Linked DNA regions of Sus scrofa: region 2 is linked to region 1. Evidence: chromatin contacts called from public Hi-C data. All regions are on one chromosome and are shown on one strand. Each heading gives the region's core, a stretch centred on a gene start, on an enhancer-like site or on the middle of the called end of the contact. The rest is flanking DNA. Distances are from core to core; before and after follow the strand shown. Region 1 holds the start of FOSL2 (FOS like 2, AP-1 transcription factor subunit). Region 2 overlaps BABAM2 (BRCA1-A complex subunit BRE).

Evidence for each region. Hi-C and Micro-C count contacts between places; a contact is called where the count stands out from the background.
Region 2: a Hi-C map of embryonic fibroblasts shows a contact between it and region 1, with 4 times the contacts expected there. The contact joins the enhancer-like site here to the promoter of FOSL2 in region 1. A contact is called at or near these places in 1 of 5 promoter capture datasets (fetal skeletal muscle), 2 of 47 Hi-C or Micro-C datasets (both in embryonic fibroblasts) and 2 of 2 datasets of contacts at active chromatin or transcription factors (alveolar macrophages and skeletal muscle).

Annotation. Positions count from the first base shown.
Region 1 is chr3:110,839,831-110,845,880 of Sscrofa11.1, reverse strand. It overlaps FOSL2 (FOS like 2, AP-1 transcription factor subunit), which reads left to right and starts at 2,978. Exons shown (of 4, transcript NM_001315740.1): 1 at 2,978-3,132. The coding sequence starts at 3,031.
Region 2 is chr3:110,956,986-110,963,035 of Sscrofa11.1, reverse strand. The region is part of intron 10 of BABAM2 (BRCA1-A complex subunit BRE); the gene reads left to right. Among named protein-coding and RNA genes, the nearest start is that of FOSL2, 120 kb to the right of the region's middle. Within about 2 kb of position 3,670, at least 21 of the 83 cell types and tissues checked have an H3K27ac peak or open chromatin away from gene starts, as enhancers often do. A contact at or near this core is called in embryonic fibroblasts, where this site is marked.

The DNA of each region.
Region 1 (6,050 bases), core at 1,729-4,228:
GCTTAAAGAAAAACTAAGAGTGCGGTCTGTTCACACAGCTTCGACACGCGGCTGCTCCCAGAAGGGCCCTGGACACCCCGGCCGCGCCTCCCTCCACACCCCCTGCCAAGAGCTCACTAAGGTGGCCGGGTACTGTACGGAGCGGGAGGGGATGGAGAGGAGAGTAAGTGTCACGATTTCTTCTCTTGCACTCCCCTTGACTCCGTCCCCACCCCCAGTTTTCTGGGTTTTGCTGCTGCCGTTGGGAAAAGGGCTGAACGGTTTTGCGTCAAAGGACTGCATTTACTCAGTCCTGCTGGGAGAGGCGCGTAAACACACCCTGGCAGGCAGAACGCAGGATTAAAAAAAAAAAAAAAAAAAAAGCCGAAAAACAACCCCCCCCCCACGACAACACACCCCCCCCCCGTCGGGTGGGCGCAGCCGTCTGCCGCACACCTCTCACCCTGGCGGGGGGAGTTGGGGACTCTGCCCTGCAGGCGGTGGCGGAGGTGCGAGGAGCCTGGCCAGCCTCGCCTCTCTGCGCGTCCTTGGGGATGGAGCTCAGTACAGAATGTGTTTTATAGTTGTAAACAATGACCCCGAGTATTGTTTGGGATTACCGTATCTTGGGGCCATTGGGGCGGGCAGATGCCGCCAGTCGTCCCGGAAACGACAGCGCTTTATATAGAGCCCCGGGAAAGCTATGAGTTCCCGGCTCTATTTTTCTTTCCTAGCAACACCCCCACTTTACAGATATGGAAACTGAGGACTGAAACTGATGTGTTAAGAGTGCACAGAGCTTCACAGCCCTCACATCCTCCCGCTGGGTCCTCTCGAGGACCCCGTGGGGATATAGATGGCGCCACTTAAGAGCTGGGTAAGCTGAGACCCGGGCAGATCCTGCACCAGAACTCAATTTCCCTGACTCCCGGTACAGTGCTTCTCCGGATCATCTCTGCAGAAGGATTGACGTGCCAGAGCTGACAAGGGCCTTAGAAGGTCATGGATTGTACTCCTTCATTTTATGGGAAGAAGCTGAAGCCCAGAGAAGTTAGGGACTCGCCCAAAGTCTCACAGCTCGTAAATAGTACAGCCTGGCGTTGGTACTCCAAGGCCTGTGCTCTTTACCCCGCACCTCGCTCCACCCCGCCCAGCGAGGTGGGAGAACGTAGGAGTCAGGACTACCTGCTCCCTGAACTTCGCTCCAAAACAACTGAAGACAACATCGGGGCACACCCTCTCCCGGACCTCCCTCTTCCCTATTTTTTCTTTTTCCAAATTCGTAACAGTCGGAGTTTGCCTATAATGCACGATCATTCCTATTAGATGCGTCCTAATTGCCCAGCGTAGAGGGCCGGAATGTCTTGCCTGGTTAATTTCGTCTTCAAGGCTGCTCCTAACAAATTAATTGCAGGGCCGAAAAAGGGAGGGGGGAAGCAGTGGGCAGCCAGCCACGGAGGGGAAAATAGGCAGGCCGGCCCCGCCCGGCGGCGCCGCGCCGGGCCAAGGCCCGGCCGCAGGGAGGCGCGGATACCCTGCGCGCCCAGGGCGCCCGCTGCTCCGGGCGGCGCCGCGGAGGGCGCCGACGACCGCGCGCGGCCGCACCCTCCCTGCGAGCGGCTCTGCGCGCCCGGCTCCCGGCCTCGCGGTGGCGCCGCGCTGAACCGCCCGTCTCGCTCTTCAGGACTGTGATTATTTTCTAAAACCCTGCGCAGGGGCCCGCGTGGCCGCTCTCGGGGGCCCCGCCCCGCGCCCCTTCCCAGGGCGGTGGAGAAGTAGGGAGGCCGTGGCGCGCTCTGGAGCCGGCGAGGGAATCCCTCTCCCTCCACGTCACCCGAAAGCGAGGGAACCCGCACGCGCGTCCTCTAACGCAAATGACCATCTTTGGCAACAGGCGCCGGTGGAACAGACCAAGGGCGCAGGGCCCAGGGGGGTGGGCGGGGGTGGGGAAGGGCCGGGCTGCCTCGGGTCCCCCAAACCGCGCTCACAGCGCTCCCACCCCCTCCACCTCCTTCCTTCCTCGCGCAGGGTGTGCGGCTGGCGTCAGCGCGGCCGGGAGCCCGGGCAGGGAGGGGAGTGCTGCGCCCGCCTCCTCCCGCGCCTCTTCCTCCTCTTCCCCCTCCTCCTCCTCGGCCCTCTCCCTCCGCCTCCCCTAGCGCTCCTCCCGCAAGGTGGAGTCTTGGGTTGACGTGAGGTACAGGGGCTGGAGAATAAAGAGTGGAGTTGAACTCGTGCCATTGTAGTGACTCATCTCGGGCAGAGCGCTGGGGCTCCGAGCGAACCAGCGAGCAAGCAAGCGGCGCTCGGCGGGGACAGAGAGAGGGAGAGAGAGAGGCGCGGACGGGCGAGGCGGGCCCGTCCGGGAGCGGGCGCCGGGGAAGGGGTGCAGGTCCGGGCGCCGGAGCCGCCGCAAGGGGAGCGGGCCCGCGTCCCTCTCCGCGTCAGCTCAGCTGGAACCCCACGGGCCGCGGGGCGGGCTGCCTTCACCTAATCAAGTGTCCCTGCCGCTCGAAACTCCGGCGGCGAGTCGGCCACAGGAAGTTTATTCTCAGCTCCTTTTCTAAAAGGAGGAAATAGAAGTTTCTCCAAGCGGGCAGCCTTTCTTTTCGCCTTTTTTTTTTTTTCTTCCTTTTTTGCCCTGTCTGAAATTGGGGGCCCCCAGACCTGGCAGGCTTGACTCGCCGGGCTCCTATTCTTTTTTTAATTTCCAATTTTTGATTGAGCCGGCGGTCCCGGCTGGGCTCTGATTGCGCGCGGGGGCAGGAGGGCGCGCGCAGGGGAGGGACCGAGGGACGCGCGGACTTTTTAGAGGGAGGGACCGGGTGGACAACTGGTCCCGCGGCGCTCGTAGAGCAGGAAAGAAGTGCAGCGCTCGGCGCTCGGGGGGCACTGTTCTCGGAGTGCCGCCGCCGAGGGGGAGAAGCCCGGGAGCGACGCTTAGAGCCCCAGGCGCGGCCGGCAGGGAGCCAGCGCGCAGCTGCCGGTGCGCGGCCGCGGCGAGGGCGGGGGAAGAAAAACACCCTGTTTCCTCTCGGGCCCCCACCGCGGATCATGTACCAGGATTATCCCGGGAACTTTGACACCTCGTCCCGGGGCAGCAGCGGCTCTCCTGCGCACGCCGAGTCCTACTCCAGCGGCGGCGGCGGCCAGCAGGTAGGTGCGGGCCCCGGGTGCACCTGGCGCCGCGGGTGGACCCCCCGCCTTCCTCTCGCCAGGACTGCCTTTTTTCCCCCCCTTTCTTTTCCCTTTCTTGATTTGGCGAGAAAATTCTTGCGGCCTCCATTGTAAGTTCTAGATTTTCATCTTGTCCTCCTGACACCTCCTTTAACCTTCCCCCATCCCCCGCCAACACTTTTTTTTTTTTTTTTTTTTTTTAAACTAGAGCGGCGAGTGGGCTGGAGAGCCAACAAACCCTCGCCTTCACACTACATCCTATACAGACAAGCTCCTGGAATTGCAGGGCCTTTTCCCCAGGACCCTGTACCTCTCTCGCAGGAACCCCGTGGTTAGACCCCCCTCCAAAAAAAATCTTTGCACCCACGGGCACCTCCCGACATCCAGGGACCTTATTCCTGCGAAAAAGCCCTCTCTCCTTCGGTCTTCGTTCATTTCTGAAAGAACTTGGGGACTGGGAAAAATGGGCTCCTTCAAGTAATCCGGAGCGAGGGCGAGGGTTGTCGCTCTGGGAATCAGGTGCGAAGGTCAGGAAGGAGGAGGTCAGCCTTGATTGGCTCAGGCTGCGCCTTTCTCCCCCGCGCCCATCCATCTCCTGTTAGGGTCACAGAAGGAGCCTGCACAGCCGACCAGAAGGGGCGCCTTGGGGGTCTGGGAATATCTGGGGCCAGGACGCCTGCAGAGAGGGGACGGTGGGGGGGCGGTGGGGGCGGTGGATGAGACCTCGCTTAGGCTCCTGGGTGGTTCTGGAAGCCGGAAAACAACTTGTTTCTAAAGCAGGCGGACTGGTTTGCACCAGAGGGATTTTGCCTGAGATCTGTGTGTCTATAAATACCGGAATAAATACCAGAAAGGTGCTGCTGGGTTGGTGGTGTTCGTGGGGTGCCTGCCCTCTGCAGCCACCACTCCCCCCCACCCCCCGACCCCCACTCTTGGGAGGGAGCTGGCTTAACCAACAAGGTTGCTGGAACCTGAAGCCCGCCTCGGTCAGGATCTGCAGAGTCTCTAGGCAAGTTGGCTGTCTCGAGTTGCGCTGGTAAGATGATGATGGCTTTGGCTTCTATAAGCCAGCCAACCAGGAGGGCCTGGGGTGGACTTCTGGGGAGGAGGGACCCTGAGGGAGAATAAAATGGAAAGGGGGCTCTCTTTGGTATCTGAAGAGGGGTCTCTTATTCCAAAGTGGTTCCCCATACCTGGTGAGTCCTTAAAATGGCTTTTCTGTGTCTTCTTTTTACCTGCCCCGGTGTCCCCTTTAGCACCCCACTGTAGAGAACCTGGTTGGTGCATTGAGGGTACGGTCAGAGCACCCCTAATACTGAGCACTAAGGTGATGCATTTCAAGTCTTGTCCCAAAGTGTTTGATTTTTGTTTGCTCTCCAGCCCCATTGGTGGTTTGTATTGAATCCAGATATCATTAAGCAGCGGGTGGGAGTCATTTATACCCATTCCCTCAGTCTCCATTTCCACAGCACCCCCCCCCCCCATCTCCGTTCTCCGATGGGAAGGGAATCTTCTGATGTCTCATCTGCTCTTTTGGCTGCTGTTTCTATGGCAGTCATCACTGAAATGTTACAACGTCGCCGCCTGGCTTTGCTCAGACCCTGGGGCCTGGATGGGAAGTCCGACCGGACATCAGTGCCCCGATTGAATAATCTGTGTCACTAGGGCTTTGAGCCCAGGATGCAAGCGGAGGCAATTCCCTGTTTTGGAAGAAAATCAGACAGGAAACCAGTGCTAGGAAGAAGGAAGAGAACTCAGTCCAGCAGAGTGTAATGGGGCCTCATTACCAAAGCAAAAAGCAGCTGTTGGCTAATTCCTAGCATGCTGCAACACATGAGGATTTTGCAATTAGTAATAACTGCTGCACGGGGTTCTTGCATATATGCTTGCCCATTCGGCCCAGCAGCTTGAGTGAGGCACCTTTCAAACCGGAGGGATTGGCAAGGTAACTCAGCTTTGGATGAGTTTCTTGGCCTGTCCACTCTTGGGGGGTGGGTGGGAAGAGGGGAGGGTTTTCCCATCATCTCTCTGACTTGGAGCAGAGCTGTTCTGTGGTCCTAAGGACTGACGTGAGAGGTTTTTGTTACTTCACAAGTCTGGGCTACGACCCCACCCAGGCTCAAGGTAACTTTATTACATACCAGATAAAACCTGTAATCACTTTATTTCTCTTAGCTTCCTTTACGGGGAGAGGGAGACTTTTCCTGGCAGTTAGGGATGGGCCCTCCTCCTCCAGTGGCGTCTCAGTGGACCAAACCATGTAAGAGGGGTCTCTGGTTTTACCTTGGGCGAGTGAATATTATTTTTTCCAGCTTGCTTTGTTGGTGGGGTCTAATATTCCTGAGCAGTTTGTTGCTGTCCACCCCACACAGGGCTTTCTTCTCCTCTCTCACTTGGTAAAGTTTGATCTTAACACATGGCCAGGAGTCCCAGGGACTTGGGGGGAAGGGGGTGCAGATAACTCTTTGTTAAAAACCTCTGTTCTTGTATATGGCAGGAACTTGAAGCATGAAAAATATTTCCTGTTCCACTTATAGTTTTAATCTCAAAGGTTGGTCATGGGTGATTCTGATTTGTCACTAATAGTTGCACATACCTTCCCCTCCTGGCTTTTTCTTTTTATTGCTGTTGTTGTTTTTTCTCTCTCCTAACTTTCTTAGGAAAACACCTCCCAGATATATGCCCTGCCTGGCTGCTCGACTCTTACGGTTTCAGGCCCTGAGCATTACGCAATCCAGCCAGTTACACAAACATAGGTCATTTCATAACTTGTTTTCATCAGCTGGGCTCCCTTTTTAATGAAAAAACAAAACAAAAACAAGACCCAAAACTTTTCCAAGGCTGCCATTTGTCTGTTCCTTGGATAACTTGTGAAAATAAATCAAAGGGGACAGTTC
Region 2 (6,050 bases), core at 2,421-4,920, 120 kb before region 1:
AAATGGTTGCGAAGGCAAAATCTTTTAAAATGTGTAGCCCCAGACAGGGAAATAGAGTGGAAGATGAATCCCATATAGTAAAAGGTTGCAGGGTGGTGGGGTGGCAGGGGGTGGGGGGTGGGGGGGACCTATTGCTCGAACAAAGGCTCAAAATAAGGGGAAAGCATGTGTGGGCCATCCCTAGGATTCAGGCCCTGGTGTGAGTGAAGCTTGCGAGAAGTTTCTGTTGGCTCCAAAGGGGGATGGGGGTAGAGCAAAAAGCTGAGAACTGGACAGTTGATTCAGTTTGGTCCGGATTCCATGGTTACCACATAACGTCAACAAATAGTCACTAAGCCTCTTCCTGGTGGGAAATACAGGTGGTGCTGAGATGGCGATGCCGGCAGGTTCAAGTTGTCTAGCAGGGAGGTCTGTGAGATCGAGAACGCCCACAGGGGGTCGGGACCCCTGGAGATCTGTGGAACTGGAGGACGTTCAAAGACGCCGTGTGAGCTGGGGACTGACGGGGCTGAAGTGGCGCGTGGGGTGATGAGAGCGCATCAGGAGGCTGGGAGCGCGGGAAGGCCGCCAGCACCCGAGGCCCTCTTCACAGCCCCTGCTCTCAGCCAGTCTTCTGGAAGAATGCAGAACTTTTACTCTGGCTGGTGAAGATAAAGGAGAGGAGCTAAGACAGACCCAGGGGGCGGACACAGCATCCCAGGCTAGAAGATGGCTTTTCCCAGATTCCCTGGACTGAGCCTCTTCTGCTGTGCCTGGCATGGACCCGACTCCTGAAACGGAGCCTCCAAACCTTGGAATGGAGTGTCATTTCTCCTCTTTTTTTACCCCCTTCATCTACTTGGGCCGCACCGGGTTTCAGCCCTCGAAGCCTTGAAAACGTCTGACCCCTTGAACCCCTCCCTCCCTGCCTCTAGTAATCCAGAAAGGGCAGTGAGTGGGGAGTGGATTGCTGACCTTGTGTATTTTAAAAATAGCCGCATAGGTAGGTCCGATGCATTGCTAGTCTTGAGAACCGCCCGCGTAGTAGAAAGAATTCTCACCCACAGTCAGAAAACCTGGGTTGAGTTCCTAGCCTCACCGCGTACTGGCCCTGAGTCTGTTTCCTCATCTCTGAAATGATGTTGCTGCTTATCCTGCCTGCTTCACAGGGGGGCTGTGAAGATTAAATCACCTGGGAGCCGCTGGGAACCCGTCCTGCGCTCCAGAAATGCAGGCGATATATATCCACTCCCATGCCTCTGCCCGCCCGGGTTTATAGCCAGTCACCCCACTCCAGGATCATCTCAGGGCCAGCTGGTTGGTTTGTCGCTTCTGAGCCCTGCCGCCTGATTAATTGTATTAAATGCCACTTGCATTGTGTTTCTCTTCCGCGCAGAAGTGCCCACTGGCCTCTCCTGCACACCAGGCTTTCGCTCTCACTCAGCTTTGGCCTCTTTGCTGTCTCTTCGACCCGCCCCCCCTGCTTCCATTCCCCCCCCCGCCCCCGTATATTTCTTGCCCCATTTCTTTTGGCTTTTCTTTTGTAGGCCTGCACCCATGGCATATGGAGGTTCCCAGGCTAGGGGTCCAATCAGAGCCACAGCTGCCAGCCTACACCACAGCCCACAGCAACGCCCAATCCAAGCCGTGTCTGTGATCTACACCACAGCTCACGGCAACGCTGGATCCTTAACCCAATGAGCGAGGCCAGGGATCGAACCCGCAACCTCATGGTTCCTAGTCGGATTCGATTCCGCTGCGCCACGAGGGGAACTCCTCTTGCACCATTTCTTAAAACCTAGCTCCAGTTTTCTCTCTAAGCTGATCACCTCCGTCTCAGTCTGAATAACACAATTAGGAGACTTTAACAGAGATTCTACAGAATGGTTCTTTAATTGTCATGCATGTTTGCTTCATTATTCTGATTAATTTGCTTGCCTGGGTCCAGGACAACTACAGCTAAGTTATCTTTCAATTATGTTGTTATTATTATGCACAGGGCTCCACAGGCGCTCAGTAGGAGCCCAGCAACCCAGTGGTCAGAGCACACTCCATAACGCATTCTGATTTACAGGTGTCTTTGTAGCATCGCACCCTGAGAGGTCAATGTCTCCACCACCGTTTGCAAGTGATGAAAGAGGAGAGGCTTAAGGAGGTTGAGGAACAGCAAACGTGTGGGAATGACTCCTGGAGGGGAGCCAGAGTGAGGTAGAGCCCACAGCGGGTGTAGATGAGGGACAGCTCCTGGGGGCAGTGCTCAGGCCACAGCAGGCGCCCAGGGCCGAAGCTGAATTAGTGAAGATCTTATAGACAGGACCAGACCCAACGGGCTGCATGCAGTAGGTGCCACCACAGGGGACAGCTGCTCCCTGGGGTGAAGAGCAGAGACCAGGTGACTCTAGGTGACCTCCTTGGGACAAGTCAGATGAACAGGAGATGGAAGGATTCAATGTGATTTAGCCTCAGCCCAGTTAGACCCATGCAGTGGGCTTTATAGGGCATTTCCTGGGGAATTTGCAGATAGGCCAGGGATCTTTCTTTTCTCCAGCACCCTGTGCCCTGGGGGAGATTGATCACGTGGCCATCTGATTGAGGTCAAGTGATCTCACCTCTTAAAGGAGAAGCTGAAACAGCCCTGAAAACGTTCTAGGCCTAGAGAGGTCTTAGTAATTCCATTCCTGACCAAACACTGATGAGAAACTCTTCCTGTCTTCTCTGATTCGGCCAGAGTGTAGGTTCACAGTGCTTTGCTATTTCAATAGTGCTGCTGAATTTATGAAGCTATAAGCTCCTTGCAGGTAACCTGCTCCTGCCTCAGGTCGAATTCCCTGTGCGCATTGCCAAACTGGGACAGGCCTGGGCCGGGGCTGCTGAGAGCTGGCAGTGCCAGGCCGGGAAAGGCAAACAAACAAACCAAAGGCCAACAGGCAGGCCTGGGGGTTGGACAGCTACCCAGCAAACGGGTGGGGCACCAAAGCTTCATTGTGTGGCTGGAGAATCCAGGGCGTGGTAAGGGAACTGGCTCCTGGCACAGTAAAGATTAATGTTTCATGCACATGCATTTATTAGCGTGCCTGGTCTTTTGTCCAAAATGTCGTAAATTCACAGGTCAGGATTTTAGAGTAAATGAAATTACTGCTATTTCTCCGGCAACGGCCAATCATCACTCTTTACTTAAAAGAAAAGTTCAGAATCTTTCATTAATCTTCAACTCAAAACACGGAAATTCTAGTTTTCATAAGGTGTTAGAAAGAGCTTTCAAAGGATTCCTTCGCCCACCCCCCAGCCTCAGCCCCGACCCCTGCCCATGTCAGAGGTTAGGAATAAAGCATATTTTCCTTCAAACATTTGATGACACCCTCCTCCCTTTCCCAAGTCCACCAAATTCAAAATGGGGGGGAAAAAAAAGGAGGCTAATATACAGTAAGATTTGTACCTTTACAAGTAAATATTACCATTTAGCTGGGTAGCTTGTGGAAGCTTGTCAGGTCGAAGTGACTCACTTGCATAGATGAAGTTATTTTTAGAGATGTAATTTGTACTGTTTAGAAAAGAATAAAGCGATGGTAAAAGGCTAGATGGCTCATTATAGTTTACAGAGCTCATGAACTCAGCATCCATGCACGGGATGACTAAGCAACGGGTCGGTTGGTACTTTCTCTCCGAATTTTACAGACGTGAGTCACCCACTTGAGATTGCAGACGCAGCACCGAGGTACCCATGACTCAGCTCCCTTTTGGGAATTCAGTGCTGGTACACTTTGGTCGTTAAGGCCTGAGGAAATTACATACCGAAGCAAAATAGGTCCTTCTCCCACACAGCCGTTGGATGCTTTTAGCCCAGATTGATCGACCTTCCCCTCTGGCCTTCGCCAGACTCTGTGTGGGAGCCGTGCTGGCTGGTATGTGCCCATTCGGTCTGCTGCTGTCCACGGCAGCACCGCCTTCTTGATGTCAGGGTCTCTGCTCCGCGTGTTCGGTCCTCAGTAGAAATCTCAGCTTCACCCTTGCTGCACGAAGCTAAGCGGCACTCAGGCCACGTCCTTTAAGCAAATGTGTGTGTGTGCGCGTGTGTGCAAATCTTCAGCCTAACATTAAAATTCTAGTTTTCGGGAGTTCCTGTGGCCCAGAGGGTTTAGAACCTGACACGGTCTCCATGAGGCCATGTAGGTCGCAGATGCAACTCAGATCCCACGTGGCCGTGGCTGTGATGTGGGCCGGAGCTGCAGCTCCAGTTCAACCCCTGGCCTGGGAACGTCCATATGCTCCAGATTTGGCCCTAAAAAAATGTATATGTATATGTAGTTTTCATAAACTGGGAGACATAACCTTCAAAGGCTTGTTCCCCTCCACACTGTACCCATGTCAGGGAGTGAGAGAAATAAAATCCTCTTTTCCTGAAAGTATTTTTGCATGTTTTCTAAAAAGCCATACACACAAACACAGCATACCCACGTGCGTGAACACACAGAGTTATCGCTGTATATAAGCAGACTTGGTGAAGCAGATGCGATACTCTCTCTGCGGGGCTGCTGCTTTGTTCTCACAAGCAGGGCTCTGATGCCCAGGTGACCCTCGAGGGCAGCCTAACGCTAGGCTTGCCCCCTGGTCATTGGCACATGCTCATTATGCAGCCTGTCCAGAGCTAAGCCCTCGGCACGTGACCTGTCCTTTCAAACATATGGAAAATGGTCTTTTGCATTTGGTAGACATATCAATGGATTTTTCATAACCAATAAAGTATTTTACATCTATTACTTCTTATTCATTTATTTATTTATTGGCCACACTCATGGCATAAGGAAGTTCCCAGGCCAGAGATCAAATCCAAGCTGCAGCTCTGACCTACCCCATAGCTGCAGCAACACCAGGTTCTTAACCCACTGCACCACAGTGGGAACTCCCTATATTTTTTACTTTTATTGAAGAAACATGAACACGGCCACAGAAGCAAATACTCCAGAAAGGCCTTCAATGAAAAGTGAAAGTGCTCTGCCCCAAGCCACTTGGAGACAGTCACTTTTAACCACTTCTGTCACTTGGCACTTACTTCTGAAACTGTTTCATCCTCACCTGCTCTAACTGTAGCACTGTTACCAAGAACGCCAGGGCATGCAGAGGTTAAAAACTTGGTCTTGTTGTCAAAGGGAAAAGCCCTGTGTCTGTCCGAATCAACTAAGCAAACACTTGAGCATCTGCCATGGACTGAGCAGACCAGGGAGTTTACAGTCTGGGGGGCTGCAGGGCGCAGATAGGCAGATACATTAATACAACATCTGCGTGGAAAATGCTCTAATACAGGTGCATAAAACCCAGTCTGCGGGGTTTTGCAGAAACGTCGTAGCGCTGGGTCTTTAAGGGCTAGTAGAAATATGCTACGGAGCTGACACGGGAAGCATGTCCCAGAGAGAGTCGTGTGCTGGTGGACGGATAAATTAGTCCCAGAAAACTGGGACTAATTCATCCAGTTGCACGTTTAGGGTATGTGAGTCCAGGGAGGAGTGGGAGATGAGGCAGAAGAGTAATGTGCCCGACAAGGAAGAGCTTTGTGTGGCAGGGGCTCAGGGTAGGTCCTGGTGAGGAAGAGCCCAGCAAGGATTCTAACCACAGATGGGACACGATCTCACTTATGCTCTCGGTCTGATGGGATTCAAGGGCGAAGACGCTGCGGATGGGGCAACTGCGGGGGGTAACCAGTCCAGGCCAGATAAAATGGGGCACAGTGGGATTAGGGAGGGAGAGGAAAGGACAAATTCTAGGACTCCTCCAGAGGTGGCATCAGCAGGCCTTCATGAACTCAGATTTAGGAAGTCGGGGAGACTCGCAGACGGCTGTGATCGCTGAGTGGAAACTCAAGAATTAACGACGGGGGTGGGTGAGTGGGTGGGGTACTGAGTTTGAGTATATTGAGGGGGAGGCGTTGAGGTGGTAACCAGGTGGAGGTGTTCATAAGAAGCCAAAAGTGTGGGACGGAAGCTTAGGAAGAGCCGTCCTCGTTGATGCAGATGTGGGAGCCACGTCCCGCAGGACCAGGGAACCGCTTCAAGCTGAGTCTATAGCCTGAGAGCACT